2 separate regions of the Gossypium hirsutum genome follow, and region 1 is linked to region 2. A link is a contact called in public Hi-C data. All regions are on one chromosome and are shown on one strand. Each heading gives the region's core, a stretch centred on a gene start, on an enhancer-like site or on the middle of the called end of the contact. The rest is flanking DNA. Distances are from core to core; before and after follow the strand shown.

What was found. A called contact is a pair of places that touch in the nucleus more often than the background predicts.
Region 1: a Hi-C map of leaf shows a contact between it and region 2, with 3 times the contacts expected there. The contact joins the promoter of LOC107888752 here to the promoter of LOC107888858 in region 2. A contact is called at or near these places in 18 of 34 Hi-C or Micro-C datasets (anther, callus, fibers and 4 more).

What each region holds. Positions count from the first base shown.
Region 1 is chrA09:16,701,531-16,709,208 of Gossypium_hirsutum_v2.1, reverse strand. It overlaps LOC107888752 (mitochondrial import receptor subunit TOM20), which reads right to left and starts at 3,835. Exons shown (of 6, transcript XM_016812944.2): 1 at 3,547-3,835; 2 at 3,363-3,441; 3 at 3,100-3,269; 4 at 2,938-2,985; 5 at 2,187-2,285; 6 at 243-586. The coding sequence starts at 3,642. The coding sequence ends at 497.
Region 2 is chrA09:16,536,393-16,543,927 of Gossypium_hirsutum_v2.1, reverse strand. LOC107888858 (sulfite oxidase) reads left to right here and starts at 6,203. Exons shown (of 12, transcript XM_016813105.2): 1 at 6,203-6,601; 2 at 6,905-7,020; 3 at 7,127-7,189; 4 at 7,433-7,469. The coding sequence starts at 6,527.

The sequences.
Region 1 (7,678 bases), core at 2,586-5,085, 170 kb before region 2:
ATTAAATTTTAAGTACCAAATTGAACCTTAAAGCTAAATTCAAATACCTAACTGAACCCAAAAAGAAAAACTTAAAGTACCAATTTAGATCTTAAAGCCAAATTCAGGTAGCAAAATGTATATCTGCCCTTCTCAATTCAATCCAAAGATCCTTCTAATATTGTTTTTTTTTTAATATACAAAAAGAATCACTTTTCCCTATTGACAAATTTGAACAAAAACAAAAAGTATAGATTCGAATAAATAATCAACAGAAAAATTTTTCATGTTAATAATCACTCAACTATTCTCCAAATAAAGCAATTGTACTGTAAATGACTAGTGTTCAAGCATTAGCCGAGAAGCACGAATAAGGTCAAAAAAACTAAACTAACGTAAATTAGGGCTGTTTGAATCAATGCAAACAGCATTTAGATGTCGGGGCGTTGCTTGCATCCTGTGATTATCGTGGTGGTAGTGGTGGCAGCTGTGAAGATGGTATCTGAGATTTTGCAAATCAAACCCATGCAACAATGCCAACAGCAAGGATTACCCATCCGAAAATGTCGTATTTGAGATCACTACTTTTCTTATTTTTTGTAGCAGTCTGCAAGAAGGTAAACAGAGAATTCATACAAAGGAATAATATATATATATAAAAAAAAAAAAGATCATGGCCTTCAAGTAACACTGCATACAAATTTGCACTTCAAATGAAAGAGAATCGTAACATGGTTGAAACAGTGACTGAACGTATGCTCATTCTTAGCTAATAATCCCCTTATTCATCATAAGAAAAGCATTTGATGGGAATTTGAGAAAATCCAGCAGCTCAATCAGCAGTCTGCAAAAGTAAGCTACATGAAATCCGTTATCTCCATCTCACTAGATCAATGTTTACATTGTTAGGTTACTTCCTGCCAAACTACTTACATTTATGTGATATTTTGCAAGCTTTTACCCCTCTTCATTACCAAAACCACTCGTGCACAAAAGCATTCTAGGTCTACATTATGCAGGATTCAATCATCTAAAAACAATCTCCTGATTTGTCCTCCGCTGCTGCAGCTTTCCTCATTTCAGCCATGCTCATTTTAGGGTAGAGATGTGTCGTTTCTAACTCAATACATGGTAACATAAAGCATGATTAGACCTTTTGCCATTGTAATAATATCTCGTGCCTTGGTATCAAACATTTCCTCCATAGCACGTTTGTATCTACCTACTCTAATCCTGTGATTAATTGATTACCACTTTGCTCAAGTTTTCCTTCACCAATAAAAGCTCAAAAGCCCAAATGTCAATAATGGCTCTTGTAAACTTAAATGCACTGGTAATTAAAGAAAAATAAAAAGTATAGCATAAGCTTGTGGTTATTGATCCCACCTGTTTGGGCTGAACCTATTTTAGAGTCGAACATTAGTTCAATTTCGATTCTCTAACTAAGGCTTAGGTTGTGAATTTATTTCTTTCCTTAGTTTTCATGATTATACTTTTATTTCAGTTGAATTTAGCTTCCTTCTAAGAATAGGTTTCCTCTTTATGTGATAAAATTGGTCCTAATTTGAAGGGACCTATGAAATAATAAAATGCTAAGCAGAATTTCTATCAAAAACCTTAAAGAGATTCAGGTCTCTTTTTAATGAGACCTAAGCTTTCAATCTCTCTTCAATCGGCAGAAAGGTTTCAGTCTCCCTTTAACGAGCTGAATTATCAATCACCATAAGTCATTCCAAGAATCATGATAAAGGGAAACCAATCGATTTTGACTTTCTCGTCAATCACCCAATGACTTAAAACTACTAACCTATACATCTCATCTCTCGCTGCAAGAATTCCATTATAAAAGACAAAAGCCATGAGCTGGATCCTGCTCCTAAGGAGCTTCGGCATGCACTTCCACATGTTGCATGGAAGCATAACTGCATGTCCCCTAAATTAACCTTAATAAATCAGCAATCGATCTAATATTAAATGTTGTTTCACTGAACCTATAAACAAATTTAAAAGTCAATCAAGGAAAAACATAGACAAAAAGATAACTATGTGACCTTTGCCCTTTACAAAGCCTCATGCAAGCCTCAATGATAAATTAAGCAGCACTTGACAACGTAAACCACAGAGACATGATAGGGTCAAAAGCAGGGGAAAAAAAAAGTGAAAATAAGAAGAAATGGAATGCAAAAGGAAGAAACTCTAAGGACTACCTTTGCTGAGCTGGAGGTAGAAGTAGAAGTAGAGGGTCCAGCACCAAGCATCTGTTGACCTAAACCTTGCTTAATGATTTCCTGGTGTAACTCTGGAGCCTGAGGTAACAGTAAGAATTAAGAAATCAAAGGTAAGGAGGATTGCAGAGAACAAATGGCGCATGGAACATTTTGAACTTAATACCTCCCTCTAGTTTGGCTTTAAGAAACCTCTTAACTGATTGGCTTCAAACAAGGCAGAAAATGTGTTCTGTACAATTAATTTGTCCTAAGGTAGTCATGTTTATATGCCCTTAGAATGCGTCTATTACCACAAATCTCAAGTTTTATTTATTCTGAAATTTATCAGTGTAAGATATATAGGCAAACAAAATCTAGACTACCATGACTAGATATATTTCTATATAATACCGAGCTATATCCATATGCATCTGAATTTCACAGCATTCGGCCAAAAAAAAAAAAAAAGAATGGTTGCAATCATTTCAAGAGACGTTAATGTGCAAGTTAACCAGTAGGATCAATACAAAGGGTGGAGCAATCTTCTGCAAGGTTTGCAAACTATTCCGCATTTAACATCTAAGGACAACACAAGGAATTTATCTAACAGTCATGAAATAGAATCAATATGCTCCATCTCACACTTCCAAAAGTAAATACATGTTGTACTCGGCCATTGAAAGTTAAAAATCAGATGAAATATAAGCATTATTTAAAGAATAAATCGTACCAAGTATGGAGAGAGACCTACCTTAGCAGATATTTCCAAAGATTTCAGGTAAATTTCATTGCTGGGATCCTACAAATACAAAGCTACCAAGTTAAAAAAAAAAGAGCATTCAAGCAATGAATCTATAGATCCATCCATAAATGCAGTAATTGATACTTTAGCCAAACAAAACTACAGAAAAACCTCATCAACTGCTTGCTGGAAATATTGAGCTGCCTTTTCGAAGTAAGGCCTGGCCTCATCTTCCTTGTTAGTCAAAAATGCAAAAGAAGTCTGAGCATTTCCCAAACACCATAAAGCATCATGCTTTTTAGGGTTAATCGACAAAGCCTCCTCTAGCTTCGAAATAGCATCTGTTCACAATAAATTTTTAGTAACCAAGAAAATTAATATTTGAATTACCAATGAATGAAATTAAATTTTATGTGTATATATATTATGAGAACCTTGAATCATTTTCTGTGAATCTGGAACGCTTTGAAACTGAGACAACTCAAGTAAAGCTCCAGCCCATCTTGTTAAGTTCTGCAAACAATAAATATAAATTAAAAATTAGCCAAATATCAATTTTAATTGGAAAAAAAGAGGAAGAAGAAGAAGAGAAAAGATCGACAGAAGGAGGAAGCGAACGTCGGCATCGAGAGGATTGGAAGCGTAAGTAGCTTCGGAAATTTTACGAGCTTGCTCGAAAAAGAGCAGCCTATCGAGCTCACTCGACGATTCCATGGCTGCTCGTTCTAACTTCTTCTTCTTCTTCTTTTATCGGGTTCGATATTTCTTATATAATAAGCTTAGAGAAAACAGTGATTATGGCTTCTTCTCAGTTCCGACCACAATGGCGGCCAATTGGAAACTGCTGCTAATGTTCAGTTTCCGTTAAAGAAAAATGGAAAACAAATAAATAAATAAACTGGGTTTTTCGGGTATTTTCACATTTAAGGGTTATAGTCCTCTTTTCTAAAATGGGCTTAGGATGCAAATATAGGATAATATTGGGCTTGGGCTTGCTTTCTTGGAAGGACAATCTCTGAATAAATTCATTTTGGCAGTCAAGCTTCAACTAATATTCGAATTATTGTTTTGACCAAATAAAATATTCGAATTAATGACTTAATATAAATATATTAAATATATATTAATATTAGTTTTCTTATCCAACGGTACGTTGTTGATTGTACGTATCAATTAAAAAATATTAAATTATTTTATAATTTTATAATTTATTTTATATATTTTGTAATTCAATATTTTATTTTATAAAAATAATGTCTTAAATTATTATATACATATATATATGATATATACAATTTCTAATATTATATCCATCATTTTATTACTTATTCATATTTCATATAACGAAGGTATAGTCTTTTTTTTTCTTTCCATCAAATAAAAAAAACTCAATTCTATAAAACAATCTTTATTATAATAAAATCTAATTAACATAAAAATCCTTATAAATAAGAATCTAATTAGCATACATTATAACATAATAAACTTTAATTTTTTGTAGTTAGTTTTACAATTTAAATTTTTTAAAAATATATTTAATATAAGTATTTATGAATTTTTATATTAATAAAAATTCATATAATGAATTAGAATAAAAAATTTAATTTAGCATAGTGAAATTAACTATTTATTAGTCAAAAAAGTTTTTATTTAAAAAATATTTTATGAAACAAATTAAAAATTAAAATTAGTCCCAAATATATTAAAAAAATTAATTTTACGGTGTTTAGCACAATCATACATAATTTATAAATTTAAATTCATTAAAAATAAAACTTTCGTTTTAAATTTGTACAACAAACATGCATGTATGTTGGTATTAACACTTAAAATTTTTGAAACATTTTTAATTCTAATCAAGTAAAAATTAAACATTTTTAATTTCTTAACAATATATTAAAATTTTAAAAAAATAAACTATTAAATATATTTAACAATATTTGTATTTTTTAATTTATTATTTAAGCTATTTTAGTTAATTGGTTAATTTTTATTTTATTTTTAAATATATTAATATTTAAATTATATATTTAAAAATATATATTAATATATGTATAGTTATTTATTATATTGATGGTAGAAAGTTTTAACTCCATAAGTAATGTTAGGATTTTGTCATGTATCCTTAAGATGATTAAAAAAATAAATAAGATATGTGGAAAAATCTCAACCCTGCTAATGGAATAAAAACTTTCAATCGCCATATATACTTTTATAAATTATAGAGATGTAAATACCCATTGGGTCTTGTACATTTCGAACATGAAAAAATTGGTCTTTTAAAAAAAAGTAAGTAAATTAACCCCTGGACGTTTTGATTGTGAGCAAATAAAGACAACAATAATAGTGTTGATGATTTCTGTCAAATTTGTCTAACATGAATATAAGAAAAAAAATAAAACTTAAACAAGAAATCCATTAAACAAGAAATCCATGTGTCATACTCTTTATGTTACAACGATTACGACAATGCTTCTCTCTCCAACTGAATATATAAATACCTATCATCTTGTTCATATTTTCTATTCTATTTTCGCTTGTAATTCTTTTCTAATTCATACTCGAAATTTACCAAGTTTTAGAGATAATGATTTTTTTTTCTTTTTTGTATTCATTAGAAACATAAAACAAAGAGTTCATTAGAAAGAACACATTGAAAGAGAGATTTCCACTCAGTACAAACAGATATAGGTCCAATTCAAAGGGCATCCTCCTAGTTGGATACATTTAGTATTCAGAAACATGAGTTATTAGTTTGTTGTTTACTTGGTCTTTTATCTCTATTTTGGATTAGTATAGTTATTACTCTTATTTTTTAATAGCTTCCCTAATTTCTAACAGCTCTTTAAAATTCTGATGTATCACTTTGTATTTAAGCATCACATTTAATTGAATAAGATTGGCTCATTTTTCCATTCCACTACAAGTTTCTATATGGTACCAGAGCCTTTTAAACTCCAACGAGTAAAGAAACGACTCTTTTGTTAACCCGCAACAATGACTCTTTTTTTCAAACAGGTGATTTCTTCTCTTAGTTCTTGATTTTCAATTAAGTATTTAGCTTTCTTCACTTCTTTTTTTATGTTGAGGTATCTCGTATAGGAACCTCATTAGTTCTCTCACAACGGAAATATATTGAAGTCATTCTCTAGTATACTAAATTGCATGAAAGTAAGGGTGTCTCCACCCCTATGAGTTCTGCACTTCCACAATTCTCCAAAGATATCTCATTACCGACAGATGCCACTCAATATAGGTGAGTTCTTGGAAAACTTCAGTATTTATCATTCATATGGCCTAGCATATCTTACTATGTTAATAAACTATCCTAATTCATTCATACACCAACTGAACAACACTGGAAGGTTGTAAAATGGGTCCTCCAATACCTACAAGAGACTCTCATTATGGTTTACAGCTTTCTCACATGACAAATAATAACCTTCATATTATAGTGCTTGTAACACCCCTATACCTAAACCGATCGTCAAGTCCGAGCTAAATGGTGTCACATTCATTGTAATAGCCCAATTTCAGTGAAGTCAGAATCGTGATTTTGTAACCACAAATCCAAGCTGGAAACATAAAATATTTTAATATTATGAAATGATTACTAATGTGATAGAAAGGTTGCATGAGAATTTTGATAGGAAAATTTTATCAATTATGTGCTTAATTGTATAAAGGACTCAATTGCATAAAATGCCAAATTTGAATTCTAATAGCTATATGGGTTAAATAGCTATGGAATTCAAAACTTCAGGTCCTTATTTGGTAATTATACCATTGAATAAAAATATGTAGATATTTTTGGTGAGTAATCCATGGAAAAATTAGAAAAGGTTAAGGATTAAATTGGAAAACAAAATAATTAAAAGATGATAATTAATTAAATAGAATTATCATCTTATTTTCATATCATCTTCATCCCCAAATTTTATGGAAGCCCTAGGAGACAGAAAAGGAACTTTTCAAGCTTAATTGGGTAAGTTTTCAAGTCTCATTTTTAGTAATTTTTGTATTTTTGAGATCAGGGAAGCTTAATTTACCTATTTGGGGAATTAATTTGAATAGATATCAAAGTATTGAAAATTTTTGATGGATGAATATGCTGAAATTTAAAAGTTTATGGTAGAAAATAAAAGGTTGTTGATAGATAAACAACTTTTACAAAGTGAATTTACATGAAAACATGATTTAGGGACTAAATTGAAAAATGATGAAAACCCATGATAAAATTCTGATTTTTACGAAATTCATGGGCTACTATTATGGTATAAGAAATCGGTAGCCTGGAAATAAGGATTAAATTGTATGAATTTCATTTCCGTTCCTAGGAACGAAATTGGAATTTACAAAAAGTATGAGGGCAAAATGGTAATTTTGCCTAGGGTGTAAATTGAGTTCAATGGAATATGAAATGTGTTAAATTGATGATTAAATTAAATTATATAGATCCAAAAAGATCGAACAAAGAGTTAGATCGTGGAAAGGAAAAGATTTTGGATTAGTAGATTTCAGTTACGAACAAATATCGATGTAAGTTCGTATAACTTAAATTAGCATAGAAATGTGTTGTTTTGAATGTTATATTACATTGAATATGTTATATGTGATTGTATATATGAAATGTATGGAAATTTCAATGGAAGAAATGGTATCTGTTAGAAATTTATTGAAAATGGTTAAATTTCGTGTGAATATTGAATTCCGATGGATAAAGGTGATTTCCTTGATAAAACTGCATGTG
Region 2 (7,535 bases), core at 4,954-7,453:
CCTCACTTGAAATCATCAATTTCAAGAACATAGACATACTTTTATTTAACATTTTCTTTTCATTACTTTTTCATAGTTTTCATGATATAAATCATTTGAATACTCAATTGAATAGCAAATTCATCAAATTCATTAAGCAAATTACCTTACCGAAATTTCTATTCGAAGAATGAGTTACAGATAAGAGTATATCGTTAGATCAACCGAACACACTAGACAGAACCATTCATTATCAACAATTAATAATAAATTTATAAGTTGTACCATGTTAGTCTACTCAAAAATTCATATTGATGTTAAATTCTAAATCGTACGAACTTACCTGGCCAATTCGTAGAAATGTCAAAGTATAGGGGCTTTTTGGTAATTTTCTATTTTCCTCGATTTTTCCACTCGATCTTGATCTAAATTAATAATTTCATTCCATTTATTAATTTAGATAGTAAAAAATTTATTCTATGCAATTTATTCATTTTTGACATTGTTACAAAATTGCCTCTGACATTTTACTTTTATTTAATTTAATCTCTGAGCCTAAAACATGCAAATTAATCATTTTTACACAAATTTAAGCTTAGCCGAATGTTCATAGCTTCCAATACAGCCCATATTTATAAAAATTTCACATCAAATCCTTATATTTTTATTATTTTAACAATTTAGTCCTTAATAGATAAATTTATCAAAAATTACTTAACAAAATACTTTTAAATAACAACTATTATCTCAAATTCATCATTTAACATAAAAAAATCACTAAATTCATCAATGGAAACATTCAAAATCTTTAACAGTTTCAAATTTGAAGGTACGGGCTAGTTGAACCTAGTTGCAACGATCTTAAAAAAATAAAAATTATTAGAAATGAAGTTAAAATCACATACCAATCTAGAATTTGAACTTGTTGAATCCTCCATGCTCAAAAAATGGCTTCTTCTCCCTTTTCAATTCGGTGATGAAGAAATGTAAAAGATGATAAAACATTTTAGCTTTATTTAATTTAATTTAATTATCAAATTACCATTTTATCCTTGGTTAATAATTAAATAAACACCATATTCATGCTCGTAGTTGTCCACTAACTCCTTGAATGGTTTAATTACCATTCAAGTCCCTTTAACTTTATTTAACAAGCCCTTTAATCACTCAAACCAAATAGTGATTGAATATTACATCTTTCACGATTTAATCCTTTTTAATTAATTAACTATCGAAATGTTAAAATTTCTTAACAAAAATTTAATACCACCTTAATGACACTCCGTAAATATTTATAAAAATATTTACGACTCGATTTATAGAAACGATGTCCTAATACCTCATTTTCTAAAACCACTTGACCTTAGGATCGTACCACTTGAACTTAATTAATTATTCGAATAGCATAAATTATCATATCAAAAATTTTTTTAAAACTATATTTTTGACCTGTAAATATTAAATAATAATATTTAGAAACTTACTCGTTGGATTTGTGATCCTGAAATCACTGTTTCCGACACCACTGAAAAATGGGCTATTACAAAGCTTCTTTGCTAATGGTGCATTTAGAGATTCACCTAAATTCCTAATAGCCAACTCCACAAAAAAGATTGCATTGAGAACCTTGGAGTTGGCATTGGCTAGTTTCTCTTTATCACTATTTCAGGTTACTTCAAATTTAGGAGTTTTTACACCATTGACAACAACAACTAAAGGCTCTCTTCCAGTCAAGATTGTATGACAAGCTTTTTCGTCCATGGACTTTATAATAACACTCATCTTTTCCTTCAAGTAGGTATAGTTTGTGTCATCCGACATGGGGGTTTAAAAACCGATAAACCCTCCATCTCTATAGCAAATCGATGATATGATCACCACATAGTACTCCAAGTGTCTAGCTCTTATACTAATTGTTAGATTCATTAATTTTTTCCATCAGATATTTAGACAATTGTAATCGGATGAAGTTATTACTAACTATAAAAATAGAGATGGATATAGAAAATGGATATAGAAATTTATTCACGTAGTTCAAAAACTTTTTATACCTGCAGGTTTTACCTAAAAAGTAATTCAACATAAAGTCAACAAGTACAAGCTTTGGTTTAAGTTCAACTCACTTGCCAAGTAGCAACCTAGCTCGTATATTTAGAACCCTCCCTCTAAGTATTTTCCCTGAAAGTTTAGACGTAAACTAATAAAACAATTCATTTTACTTACATAATTTTGTACTATAAATCAGTTTATCAATTAACAAGCGATCTTTCTCTCATATAATGATCTAAACAAGCCGTCTATTTATAAGAATAAAATATCTTGTTCAATTACAATCAATGTGAATATATAATTCCATAAAAGTAGCAATAATTCTTTAATAAAGAGTATAATAGCAGAGATCTTCTTGTAATAAAACACCTGGAAATAGCAGAGATCTTCTTGTAATAAAACACCTGGAAGATCAAATCTCTAATTTATAGGAATTTCAATCACATTGAAAATCTTAATCACACCCTTACTTTGCTTGATTCTTGCTCAAGTTATATTTAGTATTGGGCTAATAGAAATCCTCATAGATCACCAATTGAAAGTCTAATTAATTTTGGCCAAAACATGTTAACCAAATAAGATAAGTTACAATAATCTGTCAGTCTTTAAGTTGCAACAGGCATTGCATCTAATAACTGTAATTGGCACTAACAAGGAGGATGGTGAGAAATTTTCAATAGATTATACAGATTAAATATAAACTTTATCACTAAAAAGTCAATAAATTATGGGTTAAACAGTTGACTCAAGTTTTTTTTTTTTCCTTTCAATGAAAATTAGATTAAAAAAAAAACAAAGTAATTAGATGAGATGTGAATTTCTTATTCCAATTTGGTTTTTCTTTCTTTTTCTTGATATTGTTGCATTGTTGCATCTTACAAATTTTAAGGAAGTCATCAATATTGTCATTGATTATTTGCTTATAATAGAAATGTATAAAGAGTAAATTACTTTTTATAAGAGAGATTAATTTACATATTTTGAAATGTACAAAAATTTAAAGAGTATTTGCACAGTTTATTATAGATATTTTTTTGAACAATCTTATTATAATTTTTTATCATATCTGCTCTTTTTTTGATACAATGCTTAGAACTATTTATGGCCCTTCCTAACCTATAAATAGGATGATAATATACTTCAGCGCACTTGAACCCACGTCCTCCTACATTAACAACAATATCAATATTAATTAAGCTAAGACTCAATCGACTATGATAGATATATATTTAAAAATATTTTAATTCTCAAAATAAACTCAAATGATTTTACTCATTATTCAAAACTCAAAGCAAACCAATACCTCAATTTCAAATAACAGTATTCCTCAAACCCAAATACATTAAAAAATAATAATAAAATGACTAAATGATTAATAACAAATCTCTTTGAAAAGTGATTTAAAAAGTATTTTTAAAAACAGTAGTTTCTATAAAATATATTGTGAAAAGATAAAGAGTTAGTTTAGACATAATCTTATAAAATAAAAAATAAGGACATTTAAATGATATTTAAAATCATTAATATTATAATATATAAAATATTATTTTTAAATACATTTAAACGATTGATATAATTAATTTTTTAAAATTTAATTTTAATATATAAATCATATTTTTTACATTAAAATTACAAGTAAATATAATTCTTATAAATTAATAAACTTTCATATCTAACGGAATAATTGAATCAAATGCAAAGTACCGTTCCTTTTTCATGTCTTTATTATTACCCTAATACCATGTTGGTATTATTTCAATATAACAAATACAAGTTATTATAAAAAAAATATTGTAAAAAATCCTCAAACTTAAAAAAAAAAAGCAATTAAGCTTCTGGTTTTTTTTTTCCACTCAATTGGGTATAATTTTTAAAATGCAACAAAAAAACCTTCAATCTTTTTCAAAAAATAAAATGCCATTAAGCCCCTCTATTTTTTTTCTTTTGCACTCAATTGGGTACTTGAATTTTTAAAATGCATCAAAAATACCCTAAAATTTTTTTAATAAAAGCCATTAAACCCCTGCTTTTTTTTTTGCACTCAATTGTGTACTTGAACTTTCAAAATGTATAAAAAAGACCTCAAACTTTTTCAAAAAAAAAAGAAGCAATTAAGCCTACTTTTTTTTTTGCATTCAATTAGGTACTTAATCTGTCAAAATGTATTAAAATAACCCTTTGACTATCAACTTTAACAGTTGACCGTTAAAGTTAACTACTCATAATTTTTTTTAGTTAAAACCACCCCATGTCACAACTACTGCGTGATATGTGATAAAAAATTTATAGAAAATAAAAAACAATAAAGTTTATTGAATTTTAATAAAAATTAAAATATTTTAAATTTACTAAAAATTAGAAAAAAAAATATAAAATGCATTAAAAGGCCCTTTAACCATTAACTTTAACTGTTGACCGTTAAAGTTAACGGCCTCCAGTTTTTTTTTTCAAATAAAGCCATCATGTGTAGCAATACAACCATCATGTGTAGCAATACAACATGGCGTGTGGCGAAAAATGATAAAAATAAAAACCAATAAAAGTTATAGAAAAATTATAAAATTCTTCTTTTGGTATGATAATTTTTATATTTTTTTACGAATTTTATATTTCTTTCCTTTTTTATAATTTTCTTATGACTTTATAAAATTTTATAATTTTTTTTCTATATTTTATAATTTTTTACGCTTTTAATAAATTTTTATAATTTTTATGATTTTTATAATTTTGTTCTGATTTATAATTATATTTTTATTAAAATTTAATAAAATTTATTTATTTTTATTTTTATCATTTTTTTGCCACGTGTCATACTATGGTTGTGACACGTGGTGGCTTTAACTTAAAAAAATTAGGAGTGGTTAACTTTAACAGTCAACTATTAAAATTAACAGTGAAAGGGCTTTTTTGATATATATTGACAATTCAAGTACCTAATTGAGTGCAAAAAAAAGGACCTTAATTGCTTTATTTAAAAAATTTTGAGGGCTTTTTTGATGCATTTTAAAAGTTTAAGTACCCAATTGAGTGAAAAAAATAAGGACTTAATTGCTTTTTTAAAAAAAATTAAAAATTTTTTACGCCCTTTATCCAAAAATATATAAAAAATAATTTACATAACCATTGTTAACAAATATAAATTTTAAATAATTTTTAAAATTAATATAATATAAGTTATTTATAAAAAAATAATATAATTATAATTATATTTATAATTAACATAAATGAGGATGTAAAATTTGACATTGAATTCAAGTTAAAAAAATAGTTTGAAAAGTTGATTTAATTTAAAAAGCTGATTATTTAGTGAAAAAGCTAATTTAAGTGGATTGTGAAAACCTAGTGTCAGCCTTTGTTAATTGACATGCTTTGTGGCTATCGTCACAAAAAGATCCACATTCTTTTTGGGCCATCAAATAAGATTCACATTCGATTCTTGGAACTTTACTCCACCCCACGTTCCATTATTCCATTTTGAAATGCGGACATACTTCAATTAAAAATATTATTTAAACTTAAAATAAATTTAGAAATAAAAAGATTTAAAAGTAAAACAAAATCTCAAAAAATACAATTTTACGATTTCAATCAAAATTTAATATAATTTTTTTATAAATTTATTTTTAACTAAATATTTTTCACCCAAAAAGTATAACATATTATTTATTATTCTAATTTAATCAATTATTTGCGTGATTGACAAAAATGAAACTTGAAAAAATTCCCTAAATTCTTCATATCTTTCCACCGTTTTAGTGTGAGATAGTAAGAATTAAAAGATTAGTGAAGTTGGTATAAACAAACTTGTAAAGTTAACTCTTTATATTTTTCTAAAATTTTTATTATTTTATTTTTATGAATTTAGTTGTTTTAGTTTTTAGATTTTAAAATTTATATTCAATTATTTATATTATTAATTTTTTATTAAATTTTGTTTTATTACAATGTCATTTTATTAATTACATGATTAAAACGTTATATTGATAAATTTAATAATTATATCAGTTAAATTTAAATATTAAAATATGATAAATTAATAGAAATAAATTTTAGAAAAATAGTATAAAAATTAAATTTGAAAAAGTATAAATCGTAAATTATAATAGAAAATTAAAAAGCAATAAAAATTTGGCTAAGATAAAAACGCTTTGTGGATATCGTCGTCAACTATGTGGATTCCATGAAGACTCGTAAATTAAACACCACAAAACCAACCCATAAAATAGAGTTTGTCTCCATCGTTGGCGTTTTTATAAAATTAAAATAATCAAAGATTTTATCTTCATCGTTGAAGTGGGTCCTACTTGCAGATGGACGGTGAATGATTGCCCTCTTTCCCTATGTAATGGTGGTCTCGTCATCACCAAACCATCCGTTGGAACTTAGCTAAAAAGCCGACACACACCTACACAGTCTCTTCCTCTAGTTTCTTCATTGCCGGTTCAACTTTGATAGCTTCAGTTTTTGAGTTTTTCAGGGAACCCTAGAAGAAGGGGAAATGCCAGGAATAAAGGGACCCTCTGATTATTCACAAGAACCCCCACGCCATCCTTCTCTTCAAATCAACTCCAAGGCAAGTGTTTTTTTTTTTTTGCTGTTTAATCACTCTCTTTATTGAATTTCATTTGTTTTTATGTCGATTTTATTTATAGAAAGGACTTTTTATGTGTATTGATATTAAGCAGTGAAAAAGAATAGGTATTTAGGTTCCTAGTAAACTTGATTCATTGTATAATATTTTATGGTGATTGATTTAATTTCATTAAAGAAAAAGGGTATCCAAATTGCTAATAAAGATGTTTCTTTGCCTATTGAATATGTTCATTGATCGGACTTTCAATGAGTAATCCACTTGGTATTGGCATCTTTGATGTAGGTGCCCTTCAATGCCGAGCCGCCGCGTTCTGCTTTAGCTTCCTCTTATGTGACTCCTGTTGATTTGTTCTACAAGAGAAATCATGGACCAATCCCCCTAGTCGATGACATAGATAGGTTATAGACCCTGTCCTTATTCCATGCTAACTGTTATTAGAACTTTTTAAACTTGTTTGTCTTGATGGGAATCCTTACTGACTTCCAGGCTTGTTTTGGAATGCAGATATTGTGTCGATATATGTGGTTTAATTAGAACTCCAAAAAAGCTGTATATGAGAGATGTAAGGTGAGTGATGAGCATTGCCAATTGCAATCCAAGAAACTAACTGTATGTTTTAGGAATTTCTGATAATTAATCTTGCATGAATACAGTTCATGCAAGAAACTAACTGTATCTTTTAGGAATTTCTGATAATTAATCTTGCATGAATACAGTTCATTTTATTCTCTAGTTTCTTTTCTGATTATATTCTTCAATACGTTAGTCTGTTTTCCGAACAATGTATTGAGAATTTTCAATGACTAACAGGATGCTGCCAAAATACAATGTCACTGCCACTTTACAGGTAAGTTTCGTTCAACATATGTCATGCTGTAGCACTGAGATTGTTGTGTTTGTTCACTGATTTGCC